Regions from separate parts of the Mus musculus genome. Here region 2 is linked to region 1. A link is a contact called in public Hi-C data. All regions are on one chromosome and are shown on one strand. The core of a region is the stretch at or near the end of the contact, and the rest is flanking DNA. Distances in the headings are between cores, read along the strand shown.

The links. Hi-C and Micro-C count contacts between places; a contact is called where the count stands out from the background.
Region 2: a contact with region 1 is called in a Hi-C map of muscle stem cells, with 4 times the contacts expected there. The contact joins the promoter of Rab5a here to the promoter of Oard1 in region 1. A contact is called at or near these places in 4 of 484 Hi-C or Micro-C datasets (CD4 T cells, liver, muscle stem cells and 1 more).

Annotation. Positions count from the first base shown.
Region 1 is chr17:48,405,846-48,413,568 of GRCm38.p6, reverse strand. Oard1 (O-acyl-ADP-ribose deacylase 1) reads right to left here and starts at 3,569. Exons shown (of 6, transcript NM_001289490.1): 1 at 3,197-3,569; 2 at 2,665-2,741; 3 at 2,161-2,305. The coding sequence starts at 2,703. Nfya (nuclear transcription factor-Y alpha) reads left to right here and starts at 3,749. Exons shown (of 10, transcript NM_001110832.1): 1 at 3,749-3,943.
Region 2 is chr17:53,476,348-53,484,070 of GRCm38.p6, reverse strand. It overlaps Rab5a (RAB5A, member RAS oncogene family), which reads right to left and starts at 4,837. Exons shown (of 6, transcript NM_025887.4): 1 at 4,463-4,837; 2 at 1-250. The coding sequence starts at 158.

The sequences.
Region 1 (7,723 bases), core at 2,320-4,819:
TTTTGTACCTATGTACTGGCTAGTTTTGTGTCAACTTGACACAGCTAGAGTTATCACAGAGAAAGGAGCTTCAGTTGAGGAAATGCCTCCATGAGATCCAACTGTAAAGCATTTTTTTCAATTAGCGATCAAGGGGGAAAGGCCCCTTGTGGGTAGGACCATCTCTGGGCTGGTAGTCTTGGGTTCTATAAGAGAGCAGGTTGAGCAAGCCAGGGGAAGCAAGCCAGTGGAAGCAAGCCAGTAAGGAACATCCCTCCATGGCTTCTGCATCAGCTCCTGCTTCCTGACCTGTTTGAGTTCCAGTCCTGACTTCCTTGGTAATAAACAGCAGTATGGAATTGTAAGCTGAATAAACCCTTTCCTCCCCAACTTGCTTCTTGGTCATGATGTTTGTGCAGGAATAGAAACCCTGACTAAAACATACCTAGCTGTACAAAAATAAAACAAAATCAAACCTATGGGTTCTGAGGAAGAAAGTTCACTTTCATGCTTGTTTAGCAAGCACTTTATAGCTCCAATCAGCCTCTATCCCAGCAGTAACCTTTCCACAGTGTTGAATTAAACACTATAAGGAACACTCCCCCTCTGCACCTCACCCCCAACTTCTTTATGTAGCCTGGCTGTCCTAGAACTTGCTCTGTAGAGCAGGCTGACCTTGAACTTACAGAGATCTGCCTGCCTCTGCCTCGTGATTACTAGGATTAGAGGTGTGTGCAACCACTCGATGCTGAGGAACATGTAAGGCCCTTGGTTATTCCATTACCTATTCAGAAACAGTGCCATCATTTCTTTTCGTTATTGTTGCTGTTTGTTTGTTTCCTCAAGATAGGGTTTCTCTGTGTAGCAGTCCCGGCTGGTCTAGAACTAAAACTCACTTTGTAAACCAGGCTGGACTTGAACTAACAGAGATCCACCTACCTATCTCCTGTGTGTTGGGATTAAGGGTATGCACCACCACCATCCAACTTAATGTCATCATTTTAAATAACTGTAACCAAAAGCAGTAAGTCTAGAGTCATAACAAATGGTACATGTTCCTAGAAGTCTGGAGAAGTAGCTATTCTGAAGAGGGATGGGGCTGGAGTGTAGTCAGATTTTATTTCAGACGCCCCAGAGGTACTGTAATACATAGTTCTGATTTAAAGTCATTGGCAGAAAGCGGTGGAGGGATCTGGAAAGTGGTTTCTGACCTACGCTTCATAAGTCTAAGTACATAGCCCTGGCTAGCCTACAACTCCTGATCTCCAGATCAGGCTTGTCTTGAACTTGCTGTGATCCATCTCCCTCTATATCTCAATCGCTGAAATCAAGGCGTCTGCTACCACTTCTAGTCCAAACCACACTTTGTAGAGGCTCATGCCTGTAATGTCAGTATCCGGGAGACTGAGCCAGGAGGACGGCTTAGAGGTCAAGACAAGCTAAAGTTAACAAAGCAAGAGCCAGGCCAGCCTAGGCTACACAACGAGACTCTGCTTCAAAGAAAGAACGGAATAATATTTCGTACAGGATCTTGACCTCCAGAGCATATGGAATTTGATAAGCCCTTCAGTTAACCAAAGTGTGGGAAAGGTGAAATATTTTGGAAGAAAAGCTTTGAGGGTTTGGGGAGATGAGTTAAATCAGTGAAGTGCATGCTGGACAAACATGACAACCTGTGTGATCCCCAGCACCCACAGGAAACCTACGTGTCAGGTACACACTGGACAGCCCAAACTGGAAAAGCACATAGGAGGATGCCTGGGGCTAACAAGCTCTACGTTATTAAGACGTGTCCTCGCTAAAAAAAAAAAAGAAAAGAAAAAAAAAAAAAAGAAAAGAAAAAGAAAAGAGAAAGGTGGAGAGCCAACAAAGACAGATGTTGCCAACATCTGGACTCCTTACATGTATGTATCTGCACACTGCAAATTCATACACAAAAAGGGCGAAGAGACTGGAAACTTTGACAACAGCTCTGATTTAGTGTGGTAAAGATCTACAGCAGAGGCCAATCTTGAGGAAGTTTAAAAAAACTACAGCAGCAGCAATAACAACAACAAAACCCTTAACAGTTAAAAGCAGTCACTAGAAATCTCTTTGACTGTACATGTACACAGAGTATAGCGGAAGACCAAATCAGGCTTCAGCCAGCATGAACCAGGCTACGATGCTCTGGAAACTCACGTTGACTTAACAGTTCCTGCACCCCTCCGAATCTCTTCTTGAAGAGAACAGCTATTCCAGCACCCATTCGACAATCCTCACTGATACAATGGGCTAGAGAGTCTGTTTTGGGACATGCGAAAAGATCTCCTTTCACGTAAGTGATCTAAAACGTGCAAAGGAAAAAAAAAAAGGTTAAAAACAGAAAACTATTTCTCCTTTCAGATCTTCAACAGAGCCCCACCCCCACTGCTTCAACCCTGCTTCTCTGACACTCTGAATTAAAGACAACTCTTCCCAACTTAGGAGTTAACCACGATATTTTAAAGTATCTGTAAAAGGAAAGTGATGGATGGTTATTATCTGCCTAGGGTTGTATTAGCCTTTTCTAAGTAAATCAGCTAGAGAGAAACAAACAGGGAGGGGCGAGAATCCAATTATTGGTTTAATTAAAAAGTGTTTATGCTTTTGACCTCAATTATTCTGATTTTCACTTCACCGATAAATTTAATAGCTGTTACGCACTCGACTTCCTTCTGGATCTTCATTAAGGCGGGTGGCCATGCTACTGAGTCGCTATTTCCAGAATTTAAGAGTTCCTTCTGCTAATGAAAAGGAAAAGCAAGTAAAAAAATACCGCTCAGGCAGCCCGAACATAGCGTGTTCAGATCACCCTGACAACCCATTTAGTCTTCCCCACCTCCTTAAGGTATTCTTTCTGGATGTGAGCTCACTCAGCCTCTAAGAGGCAACACAAAACAGCTTTCCAGGAGCCGAAGCAAAGGCGGTCCTAAGACACACCTCCTTACTTCTAGCAGGGAAGGTTTAGGACAGTCCAGAATTTTCCCAGAGAATATAGCTTAGAACGGGAAAGACCTGGCCACAGTTACACTGAGCGGCAGGGTGAGCCGAGAACTGCTTCTCAGGGGAAGATCACCACCAGTCTTGGAGGTACAGGAAGGAAGGTCTGATAAGACTTCCCCGTCTCTCCTCCTACCCTAAGGAGGGCAACCCTGGGATCCCGCAGAAAAGTGGGTACTGGGGGGTCATCCTTCACCTGCAAAGGAATCGGCCGTCAGCAGGCCCTCCTCCAAGCAGGGAAGGGTTCGGGATGAAACCCTCGTAGGTAGGAAAGCAACAGAAGAGTCCCGACACGCAACAAATCCCGCCAAAGCCTTTTGATTGTACGCACACTCAAGATGGCCGCCCCCATCCCTTAACGGGGCGGAAGTGAGCCTCTCTAGCTGGGTAGCGGCGCCCGCTCTCGGTAGTAAGGGCTTCAGAATTTCCGGCGGGAAATTCCGTAGGCTCCCGCTACCGCTCAGGCATGCGTACCGAGATGCCGACCCCGACTGGAGAAGAAGAGCGCTTGCGCATTCGGCCCCAGAGGGTGGGTCCCAGTGGACGCTTAGAAATAGGTGGGCAGGGGGGCGTGTCAGCGCCTGCGTGGTATATAATTCAGGGAGGTGTTTAAGCAGCAGCGTACGGAGCGTGTGAAAGGCGCCTGCGTAGGCCTTTGGCGGGAGGCGGTGTCAAATCCAGGAAGTGGGTGTGGCCTCTGGAACGCCTGCGCGGTGCTCTTCCTAGGGGGCGGGGCCAGGCTGGCCGGGGTTATGGGGCGTGGTCTCGAAGGCGCTTGCGCGAAGGCGGTTGGAGGGAGGCCCGATTCCCCTTTGTTCAGATTCGCCATTTTGCGAGGCAGCGGCAGTGGCGGCGGCAGCGGCGGCTGGAGCCTCTGATTGGGTTTCGGGGTCCGGTACTGGAGCCAATCAGCGCGGGCAGCGAACCGGGGGAGCGAGGCACGGTGAGTATGAGGAGCCAATATCCAGCGGCCCAGAGCCGGCCCCAGCGCCCCGATTGGCGGGTCTCGCTGACCACTCAGGAGAGGCCCAGGCGTCCGTCGAGCCCGGGAGTCGAGCCGAGGCTGCCCGAGCTGGGTAGCCAGTAGCCCCGGCTCGGAGTTGGTGGAGGCCTGCAGGGGCCGTCCAGCGTTGGGACGGCGTCCTGGAGCCAGGCTTTTCGGGATCTGGATCGTCTCCGGGGGCCGGTGGCGGATGCGCCACCGGTCCCCGATCCTCGGTCCCGAGAGGTCAGGTGGCTGACCGCCCAGCCACGGACCGTGGCGGTTTCCCCACGTCGTTCCAGCCTCATCCTACGGCCTGTCCTTGTGTGTCCCCACATTCCGGGCCCCGACGAGGCCCGTGTGTCCTGAGCTCTGCACAGTTGGGGCTACAGATCCGGAGCGAGGCCAGACTGAGACGCGCGGCGCGGCCTCCCAAGACCCACCCCGGGGCCGTTGGCGCGCCTGCCGCGCCCCTCCTCTCGGCCCGCCACCGGGGCTCCCGGGCCGGCGCCGTTACCACCCCTTTCTGGCTCGTCATTTCCTCCCCGCTCAGCCCGCGGTGCCGGCACACCTCCGTGCTGGAGCCCAACCAAGCACTCTTCCTCTTTTTGCTCAGTGTCTCGGTGTTTGAAACGCCGCTGTTGCAGAACTGATAACCCTTGTGCATCCTTAATGATTGGGGGCACACATCTCGCAGTTCCTATTATCCCTGTCTCCTCCCTTGATCTTTTCTCCCTTGGATGCTCTCTGGTTTTGTTTTCCTTTAATCTCTCCACTCAATAGCTCGGCCCACTCGTGTCTCTTTTTTCTAATACACCTTGAAATCCCGCGCGAACGTTTTCTCAACTGATGTTTTAAAACTTACACGTGCTTAGATTTTCTTTCCCCCTTCGGGGGACAGGAAGTCTTCCAAGGACTGCTAGCTATTAGTCTTTGGCGGACGTCACCCAAGTGCTGCAAGCGAGTAGGGCTAGGAGCTATGTCTGCTCGGTGGAGATTGACTGGTGTTAGTGTTTCATAGGGATCTGATCCAGTACCCAGAAGTGCACTTTACATGAGGAAGCCTATTTTCAGCGCCACGCTTTTGATTGGTGATGGAGGGTGATGTCCTCAGAGAGGAAAGACTGAAAAGAGTAACTGGAACAGATAGTGCGGTTGGACGCAGAAAGGCCGGGAGTACTGAGTTTAGGCGGGAAAGTCCAGTTGGTAAAAACCTTTGCAGGTCTTACAAAGGAATTTTTTGAAAACGGTTTTGACTGGAGGTTAAAAGTTAATCTAGAGTGGATTTCTCCCCTAACCTTGGGGGTGAAGGTTGCTGACCTGAGGATTCTACCCCATAGTCTTGTATTTGGACTGGGTGTTCTAACTTTGATTGGTATTTAAAAAAAAAAAATGGATGCATATGTCCACCTCAAAACTGCCAAATGTTTTTGTGGACAAAAGGCAGTTCTCCTCAGTCACTGTGACTCAGACCTGTGGAGCCTCCACTGGTTCCTCTGCATCTGCACTTTAAGAAAAAGTAGTGCAGACTCTCGATTTCTCTAATCTAATCACAGCCCAGGCATCTCCCTTTGTTTGAAATACTTCACCCTATACTACCTTCATCTGGGTGAGATCTCAGACTTAAACCTAACTCACATGACACCCTTTCCCAGTGCTTTCCTTGGTTTGTCCCCAGTGGAAAAGCCTCTGTCCCCCAAACTCCATTTACTGTATTTCCCTTTAGGAGTCTAATACACATTTTTGTTCCTTTTTAGACTTAAAAGCCTCTTTGAAGTTAACTTGTTTTGTTATTTAGTTCATGCTATCTCCTTAGTGGAGACAAGGAGCACACTGGAGCCTTCAAAGGCCCTAGCTGGGTGTGTGTGTGTGATGCCAGGTCAGATGGACTGCGGTGATCAGATGCTTATTGTAGGAGCATTTCTGGGCATTTCAGCTTTTGAAGATTCTAAGTGCTGGCCAGCTACTTCTGTGCCATGTAAATGGGCAGGAAATGCTATGGAAGAGAATGTCTCAGAGGCCAGAATAAACCCATTCTCATTCCTATTCATTCATATTCTCACTTTCAAAAACACATTCACAAGTCTGTAGAAGAGCTAGACAGACTAAATCCAGCTGGCTCAATTCTGTCATAAACTTGGGCACAGAAAGCGTAAGGAAAGGAAGTGTGTCAGGTTGTGTCACAGTTCTGCTGGCTGAGTTGATGGAGGAAGGAGCATATGGCCGCACTGGAGCCAAGAAGTCGGCACCATGGGCAACCTGAGGGTTGTGCTCCAAGCGCCACCACTCCCTTATCAATGCAGAATGGCTGCTGGGTTTGAAGCTGCCTCCAAAGCCCAGTAGGTTTCAATGGCCTAAGAGTGGAGCATTTGTATCAGCAAGATAACTGAGTCAACTCCAAATGTTCCTTACAGCTATTCCAGCCCTCTTGCCCACTTCAGGCTCCATTCTGCATTTAATCTGAGACGATGCAGACTTAGGACATTTAGCCAAGAAGAAAGTTTTATAGGAAAGCGTCTTGGGGCTAGTGGAAGCGGTAAAATACAGAGGTTGTTAATATCTTAAAAAAAAAAACTTTAAAATCTAATCCTTGTATATCTGTATTTTGGTGAGTTTTTAAAGCTCTCCACACCTGTACAGTCCCACTTGAAAAAAAGGGTGAGAACTTTGGTCATCCCCAAAATGGTCGTAGAGCTAGCTCATCTATTCAGTCTCTCCCACCTCCTTCCCTCAGGCTCAAGGAACTCCAGTTTGCTTTCTGTCTAGGCTTCTGATGTCAGAGTTTCTTATCATGGGGCCATGCTTGCTTATATTGTAGCCCTACTTTATTAGTCTGGAGACAGGTACATTGTTAGACAACAAGGTAAAATTCAGAAACATTGGATGGACTGTAGTAGTACAGGCTTTTAATCCCAGCAATCAGAAGGCAGAGTCAGGTGGATCTCTGAGTTTGAGGTCAGCCTGGACCACCTGTTAGCACCCTCAAGCCCCCTCACCCCCAGTAAGGAAAACATTGGTGCCCTAGTGGAGCCACTTAGTTTGGCTGATTTACCATATTGGACCTGAGGTCTCAAGAACCAGCTCAGGCAACTGGCTCCAACAGGCTGGTGTAAAATCTGCAAACTTAGCCAGCTTTTCAGCTGATGGGATTAATAGTCAGAATATAGAAAGAGCTCAGAAATTACAAACAAAATAACCTAAGCTATAAATACTCAAATTGATTAGACAGTTCTCAAAATAATACACATGGCCTATAGTTGTATTTAAAAATAACATACTGAGCCATCAGGAAAATGCAGATGAAAACTATACTGTAATTTCCTTCTCACACCAGTCAGAATAGTTGTCATCAAGAAAATAAAGAGTGCCGGTGAGTGAGGATAGGAATAGCTCTTAAATACCATCGGTTGGGATATAAGTCAGCTCTGCCACCGTGGAGTGTATGCACATTGGTGTATTAGGGTTCTCTAGGAACAGGACAGAGACTGACGTGTGTGTGTGTGTTCAGCTGGTCTTCAGTATATGACAGAATCTAGAAGTACTAGGCTGTACAGCCAGTGAAGGAATGAACTTGCCAGCAAGGGCAAGTAGGCGAAGGGCAAACACTTTCTTCTTCCAGTTCCTTTATATGGACTGTCACCAGGTGTAGCCAGATTACAGGTAGACCTACCCACATCAAATGATTGAACTTAGAACAATTCCTCACAGGTGTGCCCAGCTGCTTGGGTTTTCGCTAATACC
Region 2 (7,723 bases), core at 3,588-6,087, 5.1 Mb before region 1:
ATGGTACTCTCTTGAAATTCATGAAATTGGCCTTTCACAAAGCGAAGAACCAGGCTTGATTTGCCAACAGCAGACTCTCCTAGAAGGACCAGTTTGAACTGGCATATTTTATTTCCAGTATTTGGCCCGTTGGGTCTTGTTGCTCCTCGATTAGCCATGTCCAAATTTTAAAGAAGTCCCTAATTTCAGATTCCTAAATGAACTTCCAGGATGCAAGGCATTAATTTTGTTTTCTTTCTGGAGAAATTACCTGTGGAGACATAAATAATAACTAAGTAAATAAATCAAAACTAAGTAAATCAGTAGTCACTTTAGTAAGTTTACTCACTGTATTGTAATAACCAACTAACTATAGACAGCCAGTATCATTTAGTTTATTTTCAAGAGAAATAATGGCACACAATTTGAGCCTAAAATCACCTCAAGTTAAACTTCAAAAAGATTGTGAGAAATCTAAACGAAGAGAAAAAAAAATGCTTGGAAGAAGAGAAAGTAATGGAATATGTGAAAGCAGAAGGTAAGATAATCTACAGAAGAAAGGGTAAGAGAGGAAGACAAAGAACAGCAGTGGGGGCCATGCAAGGAAGAACAAAATTTAATGACACAAATGAAAATGTCACCCATTAGCCACCTCTCTCTATATAAACCAAGACAAAGGAAAAAAGGAAAGATGTAAGCTTTCAGTAGGGTGTGGTGGCAACAGCAGTGCCAAACTTGGGAAGGCTGAGGCAGGACTCAAAGCCATGGATAACAAGTTAAGACCTGATTCCAAAACTAAACAGCAACTAACCTTCAACAATTTGACTTTGGAGCTGGGGACTGAAGAGTGTTCGCCCAGCAAACAGCGAGCTCTAGGTCCAAAACGAACAAACAACTTGACGAGTTAGTATTCTACACACTTAATATAGTCAAGTCAATAGTATCAAGCGCCATTACAATTCTTATAAACAAGAAAACAGGTACTGAAAGGTTAAGTAACTTCACTGAGATCACACAGTGACAAAGCAATCTGAGATGTCAATCAAGCATTCAGATTCTAGGTACTGGAGAGATGGCACTTTAGTAGGAGTACTCCAACTCTAGGTGACTAGGACTCAATTTACAGGGTGATTCACAACCACCCATAACACCAGCTTCAGGTGATCTGACATCCTCCTCAGGACTTTTTGGGCCAAACATTCATAAGCACATACCCATAGACATATAAACTAAAACTAAAACCAAAATCTTGAAAGAAAGAACAACAGAAAGACAGACAGACAGAAAAGAAAAATTACGTTCTAATGTCATAATACTTAAAAGTTATTTTGAAGGAAATTATGCTAGTGAATGGAAAGATTGTAGAACAAGTCTAGGGTTTACTATCTGAAGACTTCCATTAAGTGATACATTTTTCATTTAATAGTAATTCCCAAGCACCAAATAATTTTTAACTCCCATGACCGTGTGCCTAGCTGATAATAATTTCTCTATTTGGTATAATTAGGAGTGACTTATTTACTTACAGTAATTTGGGGACAGTTTTGAGGCTAAGAATATATATATTATTTTCTGTTTTGCAATGTATTTGGAAAAAGCTGGTCTGAGTGACAGTCCTCTTCCCTCCTGTTTAGACAGGGTGTCACAAAGTAACATTGAATGGCTTCTTCAGTCCTGGTCTGCAAAGCATGTTTCAAGTCACCCAGAACTATATTGTGAGAGCCTGTCAAAAGTAATTAAGCAAAATTCCCAGACATCTAGTTTTGGTAGAACTGGGAACTATTTGAAACACCCTTTCAGCTTATTCACAAGTCAACCTTAATATTTTACTCCAACCTCTTATTAATGTATGGAGCCTAGATTGGGGGGGGGGGGGAGCCTGTAATCCCAGCACTCAGAGAACTGGAGGAAGGAGGGCTGTGAAGTCCTTCTAAGGCTAGCCCAGGCTACCAAAAAACTTTGTTTAAAAAAGGAGGAAGAGAAAGACCACTGGGTAAAGCACTTGAAATATAAGCTTAGATTTGGATTCTGGGAAGCACATATGGTGAAAAGGTGAGGACCAAGGTTGTCCCTTTGATCTCCATGAAAATGCTGTGAAATGCACATTCCTTCACACAGGAATACATACACATGCAAACATCACACGCATATACTAAATGTGGGTTATAAGCTTATCAAAAACAAAATATACTAAGGATTTTCTTCCTAAAAAAATCTTTGACCAAAAGCTACACTTAATTTATACTTAATTATAGAAATTTATATTTCCTATAAAATTTGAATTAATACATGGAACACTTGATAATGACAAATTCATTAACGAATATATCCATAAGATCTCCGTGCTATCTGTTTGTTGTTTTAAGACAACGGCTCTCTGTTTAGCCATGGCTGTCCCTGAACTCAGAGATCAATCAGTACATCTGCCTTTGCCTCCTGAGTTCTCTAATTAAAGGTATGCCACACCAAGCCCAGCTCCGTTTTTAAGATACCATCTTCTAGCCTAATCTAGTTACTAGCTTTGAAGAGTTCCTATCTTTACCAATAAATACCAACACATTTACAGATGAAATGTTTGAGCTGCTTCTAACCAACAGCACATAAATAAAACTACCATTTCATCCTGGCATGATGGAGCTTGTCTGTGGTCCTAGAACTTGAGAAGCTGAGACAGAAGCATGCCAGTCAGAAATATTTAGCAAGGCTTGTCTCAAAACAACAGACACAGTGGGCCAAGATTTTAATTCTAGCACTCCAGGGCCAGAAAAAGGTGGATGAATGGCTGTGTGTTCCAAGTTAGCCTGGCCTGCAAAGCATGTTTCAAGTCACCCAGAACTATACTGTGAGAGCTTGTCAAAAGTAATTAAGCAAAATTCCCATTTCTCCCCAATCCATAAAACAAACCAGATTCTGAAGTCTAGTCTCAGCTATGTCAATCTAAGTTTTAATTTTCAAATTTTCTATATTCATTATACCCTAACATTGCACAGCAACTGTTAAGAATTAAATAAGACAACATATCTAGTCTCTGATACAGTGCTTACTAAGTACACAGTGTTTGAAACTGGCAATTAAAATGGCCTCTTGGTGAATTAGTTAATTAATTAATGCTTGTAGATCAATAGACTTCATACAGACTGAAAAAGGCACCAACATACCTTCAGCTTAAATGTTTCTCAATTGTTCCTTACCTATAAAACAGTAAATGACTTATCCAGGACAAAACTTGTTCTGTATTCCTATGGTACTTCCAAAATCTCAGGGAAAACATCGATTCTCACAGAAAATACAAACAAAATTTTGTACTTAGTTTTTAAAAACTGTTTCCTGCCCCACATCCCGATCACATTTTTGAGGGACAGGGACTTGTCGCCTAGGCAAGCACAGGATAGGTTACGGATGGCCTGGACTCCTGATCCTACCTACCTCAGCTTCCAGAGTGCTGGGATGACAGGCGGGGTGCCTTCACAGTCAGTGTCTTTTAAAGTGCAAAGCTACTAAATCTTTTACTTCCAAAGACCTCAAACGGAAATAAGCCCAAGTATAAACCTACACAGGTTGAACATGGTATTAATGTTAAGTGCGAGGGCTGGGGGTGTTCAGTGAAGCTACTGCTCAGTGCACAGAGGTTCTGCACTTATAACTTGTACTTTTATTCCGTCAAAGAAAACTTTTGCATAATATGCATCTCCAATCTTTAAAATAGTTTTTTTATACAGTTAGGAAGTCTTTGATTAAAAAAATTGCACTGAGCCCTTAAATTGTGCCAGGCACTGTTGTGCTGCCTACTTTGTTCACAACCCCACGGGTTCAAATTTTACATTAAGAACGATTCTGGGCAGACCTCAATATTCTGGAAGATGTAACAGTTTTTTTTTTTTTAATTAGTTACGTGCAAGGCAACTGATTCAGAACTTTAAATCCATTTCGGCGAGGCAAAAACTAATATGCCAAGAGTGACAGTCAAAGCTTTAAACTTCTGGAGGCGTTAGGATGTTAACCTGCTCGCACCTTGGCCCGGGCTTCCCACCTCCCACGGAAGGGACCAGAGGATCCCACTACTCGCACAGCCCGGCCAAGCCGGTCAGAGGTAGGCGGAGCTCCCCAATCCCCACCTGCTGGAGGCCTGGGTTCCTGTCTGGAAGAAGCCGAGAAATCAAACCGGGGTGCCGGGGCCAGGAGCTCCGCTGGGCCTGGTGGGCGCGCTCCTGAGCCACCCCCGTCACCCCGGATGCGATCCGGCTCAGTAGCCGGGACAGAGCCCCAAAGACCGGGCTGGAGACCGCCAGGGCCCCAGGCTCTTCCCACGGCGCCATCTTGTGAAGGGAAGAGGGTGCCACCCGCCGCTCCCTCAGAGGATTCCCCACGTCCCAGGCCCCGAAGCTGCTAGAAGAATGAGTCACTAAGCGCTGAGGGCCCGCGGCGGCTTGGAGGCCCCAAGCCCGGCCCGGGACCACAGGGACCCGCCCCGACGGCGGCTTACCTGGGCCGCGTCTCCCGGCAGCGAGGCCACGCACGGCCCGGCCCGGCCCGGAGATCGGATGCGCCGCGGCTGCAGCGGCGGCGTCGCCTGCTCGCTCCTTCTTCTCACCCTGGCCGGCGCGGGACTCTGAGCGCCGCCCGCCGTGCCGCCGCCCCTGCCGGGCTGCGTCTCCGCCTCTCCGTTCCGCCTTCCTTTCTCCTCCTCCTCCAGAGTCGCCGCGCTCGAGTTCCGAGGACTTCTTCCTCGTCGTCGTCGTTCTCCTCCTCCTCCTCCCTCGGTCTCCTCCCCTCAGACCGCCCCGGCTCCTCACGAACCAAAACACAAACACTCGGGCTCCAGCGCAGGAACTGCTTCCGCCGGCTCCGCCACGTAGCCGCACGCAGCGAAGAACGCCGTGACGTCATTTCCGCCGCTGCCCCTCCCAGGAGGCCGGCAGCGGCTTCCTAAGGGGGCGGGGCCGAAGTCACGTGACATCCCCGGGTGCGCTAAGGGAGAATAGTTCGGCCCTCTCTAACGCCTCCTTGATCTGAACCGACATCTTTGGGCTCCGGCTGCAAGGCGAGGCAGGAGCGTCAGGAATGAAGAGGGGGGCGTGGGGTTGCGTCACGTGTCTTCTCCAATTCCCTGGGGCCAGACCTACTCACTTCCTTGCTCTGCCTTCCTCCTCCCCGGGGCTCCACCCTCAGTACCACCATTGTTATCTGGGTGGCGGCGCTCTAAGCCGGCGGGTTGGGAACCCGAGAGGCGTGGGCCAGACCTGCGTTTTATGGGTCTCATCGGAGCTGACAGGGTCCCCACTGCCATTGTCAGCCTGGGTTGTCTTCCCATTGCGGCGATTTTCGGTCTGATGGTTCACTCACAGGCCTCTCACACCACTTCAGCAGCTCAGTAAAGGGGTTTAGGCGAGCGAGGGCTCCTGTGGCTCTGGAAATGCCCTGCTTTTCCGAGAATGGGCGTGTCTGTGATCTCGGAGAGAATTAAGACCCTTAAATTCAAAAGCTGCCTTTAGACAGCAAACCTCAAAAGAATAACTTGCTTTTATTGAGAGTTTACCTGTGTGTGTGGTTTTTTGTTTTGTTTTGTTTGTTTTTTGAGTGAAAAGGAGGAAATCCTAATAATTAGCGTTTATTTGGAATTCCCCATTGAACTAAGTAGTAAACATTTTGGAGTGATCTCTCTCTCTCTCTCTCTCTCTCTCTCTCTCTCTCTCACACACACACACACACCCATTGATAAGCACAGTTGATAAGCACACAGAGTCCTGGCATGTTTGTGGAATGAATGAGGGAGGCAAATAATTTGGCCACGATCACAGGTTAGATATAGTCTAGCCTGCAGCCGGCTCCATAACACTAGTTCTTAAGATTCCAATGAACAGCAGCCCAAGATGTTTATGGCTGCCCACAGCACACCTATTTAAGACGTTCCCTTGATCCGCATAGGTCCAAATACTCCACTCCCCTAAATTCTGGCACTGGTTTCTATCAAAAGAGTCATTCCTTGTCTCTGTCAGAAAGGTTCTGTGGTGCCTATTAGCATACCAAAACACAAGGCTAGCCTTCTGATTTACTCAGTACCTGTGGCTCTTCTCACCCCACTTCCTACCCTAAACTTCTCCAAGTCATGAGCTTCCCTCTTCTAGTTTCTCATTCCCATGTAACCCTACTATTTGACTCTCTCTCTCTCTCTCTCTCTCTCTCTCTCTCTCTCTCTCTCTCTCCCTCCCTCTCCCTCTCCCTCTCTCCTTCCCGCTCCCCTCTCCTGTGGCCTCCTTTGCTCCTTTGTCTTCCTGTCTCACTACCCCATCCCACCCCATGGCCATGTCCAGTCTACACTTTTCTCTCCCAGCTCTGGATTTTTCCAGATGCCTCTGGCTGTACTTTCCCTCATACCTACAACAAAACCCTTCCTTCCCTTCAAACAAGCATGCCTTTGAGTAGTCGTGGCCTCAGTTTATACATCTGGCACTACAAACTTCCTTTATACACAAACCACACGGACATGAATGCTTTGATCAAATCCACCCTTCCAATTTCCTTTCCCCCAAATACTCTCATATTCCACCATGACTTTTCCTCCTTAACTTCAAGTACTCTTTCTTTAAAATCATTTTTAAATTTGATTTTATGTTTATGAATGTTTTCTTGAATATATGTCTCTATACCATATGGCTCTCAGAAGAGGATGTCCTGCCCTCTTAGGTAGTAGTATCCTTTATTTACCTGAAGTAATTGCTGTCTCTGCATACTGCCACAGTCGGCTAATCTAGGACTGGTCCTGGAAGTTTCTAGCCTCTGTACAATCTAATCTAGGCCTAGAATGCCTTCAAGCTCCGAGGTTCCAGCTCAAACTCCTCTTCAAGCTAATTCAACCTGGCTTCTCACTCGGCCTTTGACTTTTTGCTCTGCTTGGCCTCAAACTAATTCAGGCGGTATGTTCTAATCTTCTGGCTCCTCATTTTCTGGTGGGTTCTGTCTTACCTGTGTCTAGCTTGCTCTCTCTTCAGTCTTTCTCTCTAAAGCTTTCCCAGTACAACTGCCTCCTTTCTCTCCGCACTGCCCATCCCAAGTAGCTTCTCTTTCTTTTCATGAGAGTTGAGCATATCCTGTTCTGTCATATCTTTCTCTGATTTGTCACTTTGTCTGCCATTCAATTAGACATCGCTTTCAAACATGTGCGCTTCCTTCTACAAACTAATTTTATTCTCATTGTTTGGGATTAAAGGTATATACTAAGGGCATGTCTGTATTCTAGCCAGAGGGATTAAAGTAGTATATGCTAAGGGTGAACCGTACCACAACTAGAGACAGGTTTATCCAGTAAACAACAGAATCTCAGGGTTCACAGTATAATCAAATATTCTGCAACATGAGTAGAATACTGAGAACTGGAGTTAACAAGTCCCAAAGAAAATAGGACAGATGGCTAACTGTGGTGCTTATTAGCATCCAACAGTGTAAGATTGGCCTTCAGGCTCACTCAGTATCTGTGGTTCCTCTCAGCTCTTCTTACCCTGCCTGCTCCCCTAAACCTCTCCATCCCACAGGCTTTGCTTTTCTTCCCTTAGCATTTGTTTTCTATATAATCCTGCCATTGCGGCTGTAACTCTCTTGGTCTTCTGCTCTTGGCTCTCTCTCTCTCTCTCTCTCTCTCTCTCCCCTCCCCTCTCATGGTTCAGTTAAGTCGATTGGCCACGTTTAGTCTACTACTTTCTCTCCCTGCTCTGGACTCCTTTGGATGTCCCTGGCTGTACTCTTCTCA